Linked DNA regions of Mus musculus: region 1 is linked to region 2. The links are chromatin contacts, called in public promoter capture Hi-C maps. All regions are on one chromosome and are shown on one strand. The core of a region is the stretch at or near the end of the contact, and the rest is flanking DNA. Distances in the headings are between cores, read along the strand shown. Region 1 has its middle 26 kb from the start of Pacrgl. Region 2 holds the start of Lap3 (leucine aminopeptidase 3).

Evidence for each region. Promoter capture Hi-C pulls out the DNA fragments that hold promoters and counts their contacts.
Region 1: a contact with region 2 is called in a promoter capture Hi-C map of hippocampal neurons, with 11 times the contacts expected there. The contact joins the enhancer-like site here to the promoter of Lap3 in region 2. A contact is called at or near these places in 4 of 39 promoter capture datasets (the 3T3-L1 cell line, the C10 cell line, cranial neural crest and 1 more) and 2 of 115 datasets of contacts at active chromatin or transcription factors (embryonic stem cells and forebrain).

Annotation. Positions count from the first base shown.
Region 1 is chr5:48,343,776-48,348,263 of GRCm38.p6, reverse strand. No RefSeq gene overlaps it. Among named protein-coding and RNA genes, the nearest start is that of Pacrgl, 26 kb to the left of the region's middle. Within about 2 kb of position 2,678, at least 19 of the 459 cell types and tissues checked have an H3K27ac peak or open chromatin away from gene starts, as enhancers often do. A contact at or near this core is called in hippocampal neurons, where this site is marked.
Region 2 is chr5:45,491,456-45,495,559 of GRCm38.p6, reverse strand. Lap3 (leucine aminopeptidase 3) reads right to left here and starts at 2,186. Exons shown (of 13, transcript NM_024434.6): 1 at 1,999-2,186; 2 at 279-394. The coding sequence starts at 2,100.

The sequences.
Region 1 (4,488 bases), core at 1,429-3,928, 2.9 Mb before region 2:
AGGCCCTTGGGTCTGAGGGTGTTCAATGCCCCAGTGTAGGGGAATGCCAGGGCAGGAAGACAGGAGTGGGTGCACTCTCATAGAGGCAGGGGAGAGGAAATAGGGGAGGTTCCGAAGGGGAGACCTGGCAAGGGGAAAACATTTGAAATGTAGAGAAAGAAAATAATCCAATAAAAAAAAAAGAGTCTTAAGAAGAAAGATTGAGCTGGAGGCAAACCTTGTAGGGATTTTCTTAATAATTTCTTAATTAAGTGATTGATGTTGGAAAGCCCAGTCCATTATGGAAACCATCACCTCTAGGCTGGTGGGCCTGGGTACTGTAAGAAAGCATGCTGAGCCGGGCAGTGGTGGTGGAATACGCCTTTAATCCCAGCACTTGGGAGGTAGAGGCAGGTGGAATTCTAGTTCGAGGACAACCTGGTCTACAAAGTGAGTTCCAGGACAGCCAGGACTATACAGAGAAACCCTGTCTCAAAAAATTAAATAAATAAATAAATAAATAAGAAAGGAAACGATGCCGAGCAAACCAATAAGGAGCACTTCTCCCTGGTCTCTGCATCAGCTCTTACCTCAAGATCCTGACCTTAAATTTGTGTCCCGACTTCCACCAGCGATGGACTGTGATGTAGAAGTGCAAGTAAAACAAACCCTTTCTGCCCTCACAGGGCGAGCAATAGAAAACCTACGGCAATGCCTTTTTAATGGTTGGGATATGTGATGCTAGCTCCCTTACCCAAGTGCTGATAAAGTGCCTGTTTTTGCTGAGTCCTAGGGCATAAGCAGGCTCTGCTGCATTGGGCTGTATTGCTTCAGCTGTACAATGCAGCCAACCCAATGATGTCTGAAGGCTGTCCATCGCTGGACTTGTTGGTTAGAGCCATGCATTCATCATACAAACGCATGATGAACAGGTTTCCAAACCTCCTTCTTTCTTTTCCCAAATCCTTCTTCTTTTCTTCTGTGAACTTTTTGATGTGATGATCATTTCACTGGCTCAAAGTCATTGAACTTCCTGCATTCAGATGTTTGGTCAAGCATTATTCTGGATGTTTCTATGAGGACGTTTCAGCGAAGTTTACAATCAATAGGTACAGGAAAGAAATGTAGACCTTCTTATTGTGGGTGGGACTTGCACAATTAGCTGAAGTGCTTAAAGGAAGAGAGAAATGAGTTTCCACAGAGCAATAAGAACTTCTGAAGCTGAGAGTCACACTCTGAATGCAGAGACATATTCTGCATTGTTAGTTCTTCCTTGGGCTCTCTCTCTCTCTCCCCCCTGTCTCTCTCTGTCTCTCTCTCTCTTCTGTCTTTATCTCTGTCTTTCTGTCTCTGTCTTTCTGTCTCTGTCTTTCTGTCTCTGTCACTGTCTCTCTCTCTCTGTCTTGTCTCTCTGTCTCTGTCTCTCTGTCTGTCCCCTTCTTTCCCTCTCATTTAACTCCCCTTCCCTCTATCCCTTCCTCCCTTTTTACTGTTTCTGAGACAAGAGACTTAACTACATTGCCTAGGTTAACCTTGATGACCTAGGCTCAAGAGATCCTTATGCCTTAACTTCCTAAGTAGATGAAACACAACTGTGAAACACACACATCACAAATACCCATGGTGGGGCCTGTGGCAGGCAGCACCAATGTCCTATGAAAAAGTTCTTCCGTGATTCTATCCTCCACCATTCTTTTACAGTTTTTAAGTAATTAAGAATATTTTATTTGCATTGATGGGTACTTTTCCTGCATAAGTGAGGGTGTCTGATCCCCCAAAACTAGAGTTGCAGACAGTTGTGAGCTGTCATGTGGGTGCTGCAATTTGAACCTGGGTCCTCCGGAAGAACAGCCAGAGCTCTTAACCACTGAACCATTTCCCCACTCACCACCCCACAATCCACTTTTAATGCCAGACTATCTGCAACATTAATTCCTACTTGGAGGCAGGAACAGACTTTAATCTTTGACCCTTATGAGAATCTAAAGAGCCCAGTGCTAGGTATAAGTTAAGCCATTTAAAGAAGACAGAATGAAGGAAAATGATGAAGTTTGCTCCATCAGTGTTATGCATACATTTGCTACCTACAGTGAATAAAGTTAGTTACAACCTTATTGTCTTCACTAAAATGATAGCCCAGCACTTTGTAAAGAAAGCAATTCTTGTTTTTATCCCTTTGTTCTATGTGGATTTCACTTGACATGATTGAGACATGACTGAATAGGACACTTGAAATAAATTTAATTATAATTGATTTACTCACATTTTATTATTTTGTTTGAGATTTTTTTCAAGAATTAAGACTTCAAAACTGGGTAGATAAAACACACAGAGACTTGTATTTCTCCTTTTGGTCAAAAAGGAAAGGGATGATTCAAACCCTTAGTCAAATTTTCTAATGGCCACTAGATGGCACTAAATAACTAGTTCTCATACTTCTGCCTGCAGCATTCCTGCTTTAACTGGTTTCCATTGTCAGCTGGCAAATTGCAGAAAAGAAAAATATAAAAGCTATTTGCTGGAGATTTTGAACAAGATAGAGGTTTCATTAGCGGGGAACAGAACACATTTTGTAATTCAATTGCTAGCAAAATGATCGTCTTTATTGTTATATATTTGTACAGTTTAAAAGCAGGAAATAGGATCAGCACAGAAACACATAGGAAAATGTGGTAAGGCTAAATGCAGTAGGCACTAGCTGGGAATGTTTATCTTGACCAAAGAGGGAGGGCAGGCAAATGAGTAGGAGATAAAATGTCTGCTGAGACATTTTGAAAGATACTTTTAACCTCATATAATAGACTGCTTGTTCTTATATCATACCTGGGCTCAAGAATACCAGTAGGGCTTAGATTCCAGGAAAAGTGCTTTCTGCTTTAGATTTTTTTCTTTCTTTTTTTTAATTGAAGTTAAAGAGAGCGTGTTCCACTAAGAACGTTTGTTTGAAGACCCAGCAGTTGAATTTGATCACTAGTTGGCACTGTGGGCTACATTAAATATTAGATTCTTGAACACTCAGTTTCTGTTTGTCATAGTCTTTCAGTGTTGCAAGTTAGAGCAATACGGGCAATCACTTGATCTATGAATAGCAGCATGCTATTGTTTTTTAAAGTTTAGAGGCAGAATTCTGACATCAAAACACATCAGGTAGAATCTTGGGTCAGCAGACAAGAATATAAACTGGTCCAAAGAATCAGTGTAGGCCTTATCTTCTAAAGCCCTACAGAGAGGAGTGTTAAAGCCCACAAGTACTGAGCAACGTGTTCTTAGGCATTGAAAACTTGTTCAAACAAAGGAAGGATTTGTTAGTATTGAATCAAGTATTTTTCCAAAGTGAAAAGTGCTAACTAGTGATTCAAATTTAAGAGCATAAAAAAATAAGATTCATCTATGCTTTTGTAGATAAGTTACAAAAATCATTAACAATCAGAGTGAGTGAGCATAATGGCCTGGTCCAGTCAGTCCCTATTGGGTCACTTGAAGCCTCCCTGCGCTCTGATAATCCAGGGAGTTCACGTTCAGGCTTTAGGAGACGCCAGTGTTTCAGAGCATTTTGAGCAATAGAATCTTCAGTTCACAACTTTCACCTATCCAGGGGATTTGACCTAGAGCCTCAGAGAGCTCAACACAGACCACAGGAGCTACCCACTCCAGGATTTGTTCTTCTTTTTAAGTCAATACCTCCCAGTCTTCTTTGCCTTTGCAGTGATGGCCCGCTATCCCCTCCGGGAGATAACTCTGGAGGGAAATAAGCGAGCAGCGTGAGGTTTAGTGTGATGGCTGCCACTCTTCAGGACCATTCTCCCTCCAGGTAGTAATGAGGAAAGAGTTTTACAGGACATTTAGCGATGGCACCTGGGGAGTCTGAAAGGGTTAATTTCTCTCTTTAGACAGTTCTTCTCTTCTCGGAGCCACTTCTAGGAGGAAATCTCTTTTCTTCAGGAAAAGATGAAGCTGAGGGCTGTAGCCAGGAGGTGAGGGAAAGGTGCACGGCTAAAGCTGTTAAAAGCCAGACAAAAAAAATAAGATTCCAAAGCCCTCAATAAATCAAAGGTAAAGCCTTTTAAACATAGTGATATGTGGCAGATGGCACATAGAAGAATCAATATTCTGAGTTCTTTAGGGAGAGAACTTAATTCATTCAATGCTCGTGTAGCATCTGATACAGAGATTTGTACATAGTTAGCATCTACAAAATATTTGTTGAACTGTAGTGAGTTGGGCACAAACATACACACACACACATCTATACACCCAGGAAATCAGATACACACATATTGAGACAGTTGCTCACGCTCCCATTTAGTCAGATGACAGCTATCCTTGCTTAATTTCCAGGCCCGTTTTGTTCATCTCTCATCTCAAGGGTTTAACCTTGAGTTTGGATTAAATAAGTGAATAATGATACTTAAGGTTAAGTATTTTTGACGGTGTAAGGAAAATGACAGGCTACTTCCGCTTCAAAGGACCTTTCTGTAGGGTGAACAACTCTTTCCAAGTGGCCATTCT
Region 2 (4,104 bases), core at 937-3,436:
ACCTGCTGGTCAGGGTTCCATTAAGTTTACCTGATACAAGGAGAATACTCTCTTTAAATCTTGGGGCCTTTAAGAACTACAACCCCGCCCTGTTTTATGGCAAATACATTTAAATCCAGAACTCCAGGGAATGAGGCAGGTGGATGTCTATGAGTTTGAAGCCGGCCAGCCTGATCTACATAGTTCCAGGACAGCCAGAGCTACACAGCAGAGACCCTGTCTCACAATGCAAAATACACACACAAACAAAAAGGAACCCCAATTATAGTAACACTTACATGTTCAACATTTCCCTCAGCTTTCCAGACACCAACTTATTAAAACTCTCTCCCGCACTTGTAAATTGTGGCAGGTCATCATCTTTGTCTTTGGCATAAATTCCTAAAACAAGGCCCTGAAAAAAAAAAAAAATCAAGAAAGATAAATACAATCAGAGTAGATCCCCCAGAAAGCATTGGCTGTCCAGATGCAGAAGGGGCAAGCAATCCCATTAAAACTGTCTTTTTCCGCAGAGGCCAAGAGCAGAGCAGCAGCCTCCACCGCAGCAGCTAAAATCCCTACCAGGGCAAGACTGGAACTGGGTTATGTGAGACATCTTGGGCCAACCCTAAACCTGAAAATCACTTGTTTCAGATCTACTGTCTCAGGGTTCGGTCGTTTAAAATACTTGTGTTTTGACTCTGTCCACTCAAGGGTTAGCTGCAGGACTTCCTACAGACATTCAGAAGTGAGTGAACACTCAGTTTTTGGAGTGCTTCAAATTTCAGATCAGGGATGTCCACATTGTTTAGTACCCTGTCAATCAGGGAAAGTGTGTGACTTTGCAGAGAGGGCAGAAGAAGCAGGGCCTTCTGCCAAGCACTTAATGGTGTGGCTCCACATTTCTGTCACACGCTCCCCGCCCCAAACACCTGAAATAAGGATGTAAAACCACTGCTCATCATTTGACTTCACAAGGCAATTTACGACTTTTAAAATACTGCCTCCCTTACGGCCACTTCAAGGAGTACTTTTCTCTCATTTGCCAGATAAGGAAACCTAGTCCCTGACACTGGAGCTCCTGCGTAGTTAAACTTTGACAGTGCACATGCCTTCTTTCTGGTCAGGGCCCTTTCCAAAAAACACCCCAGGTACTCCGGACCCATCTTTCCACTGAAGAAAACAGGCGTCCTTAGCAATGGTAAGTGCTAGGTTCTAACTTTCCCAAGATTGTTCATTCTGGGGTTCCATGAGACCAACCTGGGACAATCCAATGTTACCGGCCAGGGCTGGAAAGGTGTCTGCCTAACTCCTCTGCTATCTGTGATAACTGCAGGCGACCTGAGTTCAAAGCTCCATCTGGAACATTCCTCCCTCACCAGGTCCTGGAAGTATGACCTGGAAGTACTCCAATGAGCCCTTCCAGACTTTTCCCATCTGAGGGTCCTTCATAATTTCTCAGACTATGGAGAAGACCCTCTTCCAATTTCAAGATGACCTCTCTCAATAAAACCCTTTCCCCTAAAAGGACAGAAACCCAATCCAGCAGTTTCCTCCCCCAGGGCCTTCCACTTCACTTCAGCGGGGGGAGGGGTCCAGGCCCTGTGACTGGCTACTCTGGAAGCGTAGCAGGCTTTGGGACAATCCTACCGTCGTCCTTTCTAGGGTCTCTGTGAGAACTAAAAGAATTGGCGAACTAGGCGCGTGTAATTTTTCAGAGCTCAGTTAGAGGAGTCAGTAAACACTGGTTAGGTGGAGTGAGCGGTTCTGCTCAGCCTTCAGAACCCAGCACTGTCCAGTTAGGAAGAAAGGACGCGCCCTCGGCAAACAGCATCGGCCGCCCTCGTCGCAAGCCGGGCCCAGGCTGGTGTCCTGCAAACCCAGGGAACTTTTCTGTTCAGCTCATTTCTGCAACTTGATGCGTCCGTCCGACACATCGCGGCCTGGATACGCCGGGTCACCCTGCTGCCCGCCGCCAGGGCTCGCGCGGCCGCCCGAGAGCGAGCCGCCTCCACTCACCTTCGTCATGTCTGCGGTGGACAGACCCCGATCCCAGAGACCTCTCACTCCCAGGCGGCGGAGCGCGACTCGCGCGGCAGCCGGAAGGGGCAGCAAGTACATCTTCTCGGCTCGGCCCTCGGCGCCGCCCTCCAGAGAAGGAGCACGTGGCGCGTGGCAGGGCGCGCGCCTGGAGGCGGGACCTCCGGGGTCGCCGGACGCGCGCTTGGAAAGCCGGACCTGTGCGGGGCCTTGGGGGCGGGGCCGTCGGCAACTGGGCGGAGACCCGCTACTGAGCCTTAGGGAAGGGCGGCAGGCCCTTGGGGGCGGGGCTTCTGTTCTTGCGGGCCGGCGTCGTGGGCGTGGTTTCTGCGGGCTCAGGGGCGTGTCGGCTTGCTCGTGCTCGCGTGGGAAGCCTGAGAATTTGGTTTAAGGCAGTTTAACAGAAGTATGTCAATTTTATTTAACAAGTTTGTGTATACATGGAAGCCCTTACAGGAAAATGAGGATCCTGAAAGTGATCAGGTCCAAGTGCTTATATTGAATAGTAAATAGTTATGAAAAAGTAACTAAGCATAAAGGAAAACAAAAAGAATGTAATAATTAGCTAAATAAGGTTCATTTGGGCAGATTTCTAGCTTCCTTAACGCCTCACCTCGGGTAAAAGTATTTGGGGTAGCAGTAGTTTACATGGTGGTTTGACGTTCTGCTTTGGGGTTTGGGAGACCCAAAGATGGCTCTTCTTGCATTTAGTTCTATTCAAGTGCCTTTTAGGTGCAAAATATTGATGCTCAAGTGGCATACTTTAATGTAGCATATCTGCCATCCTTCATTATCCAATAAGGGCAAGAAGTACAGTGATTACAAAAACTGTTTTGAAGAGTGTCTTATGTAGACATCCGGATATGGGCCATGATTGTCCCCATTAGTAGCCCACCCTCACTACTGACAAGGCTCATATTTTAAAGCTTTGGTCAGCAGCTCTTGGTCAGCAGCTCGTGGTGCTGCAGGGAGGAGGTGGAACACGTAGAACATGGGACCTAGTAGAAAGAAGTTGGGAGGTTTCAAGGAAAATGCTGTGATCCCAGGACCCGGCTGCCTGTCTCTGATTCACCACAGATGAAGAGGCATCCCATCGTATGTGTTCAGCATAATTGCTATGCTGGCCCTAAACCCGTGCACTGAATGACCACGGGAACCTCTGGAGCTAGGAACTAAAGTCTTTCCTCTTTTTAATTTGACAGCTTCAGAAAGTTTTGTCCTGGTGATAAAAAGGTTACTAACGTAATAAGATCAAGTTCCTTCTGCCTTTTTTATTTTGTTTAAGGACATTTCTTCCACAAGAAATGCCTCCAGACCATCCCACTGTGGGTTTTATGTCTCCTACTCCCAAAGCAACCTGTCTCAAATTGCTAATCACCTGTATCCTGCTCGTGTGTGTGTGTGTGTGTGTGTGTGTGTGTGTGTGTATGTGTGTGTGTGTAGGACGTGGCTTTCACTTCTGTGTATTCATGCCAAAATCTAGCATCTAGTCCATATCTAGGGCCTATGCAAACAAGGTGCTCATAAATATTTGAATGAAAGTATGATCAAAGTCCAGTTGAGGTTGCAGCATTTAATTAAAGACCAGGCCAGCTGCCAGTGGGATTTCCTGATAATAAACTGCATGAGAAGTAGAAAGATAATTAAAGGGACATCGGGATCAGGAAGCGCATAGGCTTGGCATGGGGTGGAGACATCAGCCTGCTCCTAATAAAAAAGAAGATACAAAGACCAAGTCTCTGGTTTAAAGAGAATCTTAAAAGGCAAGAAGCCCATTTACTGTGGATGAGGGAGTCAGCAGGGAGCCAGGAATGATCTTCATAGAAGCTGCAGGGAAAGCTATGCTTTAATAGATGCACCAGTTAAACCCATTAAAGCCCAGGCACCAAAATGTGTGTGGGTCAGCTTAAGGGAAGGAACCAAAGCACTTCCCCTTTGGGGTAATCCGACCAAGAGTGAGCCAAAGTCCGACCTCCCAGCTTCTCTCCCTGTGTCTTCCAAGGATCTATGGCTCCTGTTTCCTGGCTTGTCTGCAATCTGCCTGTTGTTAGGAGTCTGAGTCTGTGTCCGCCTCAGTGCCGTCTT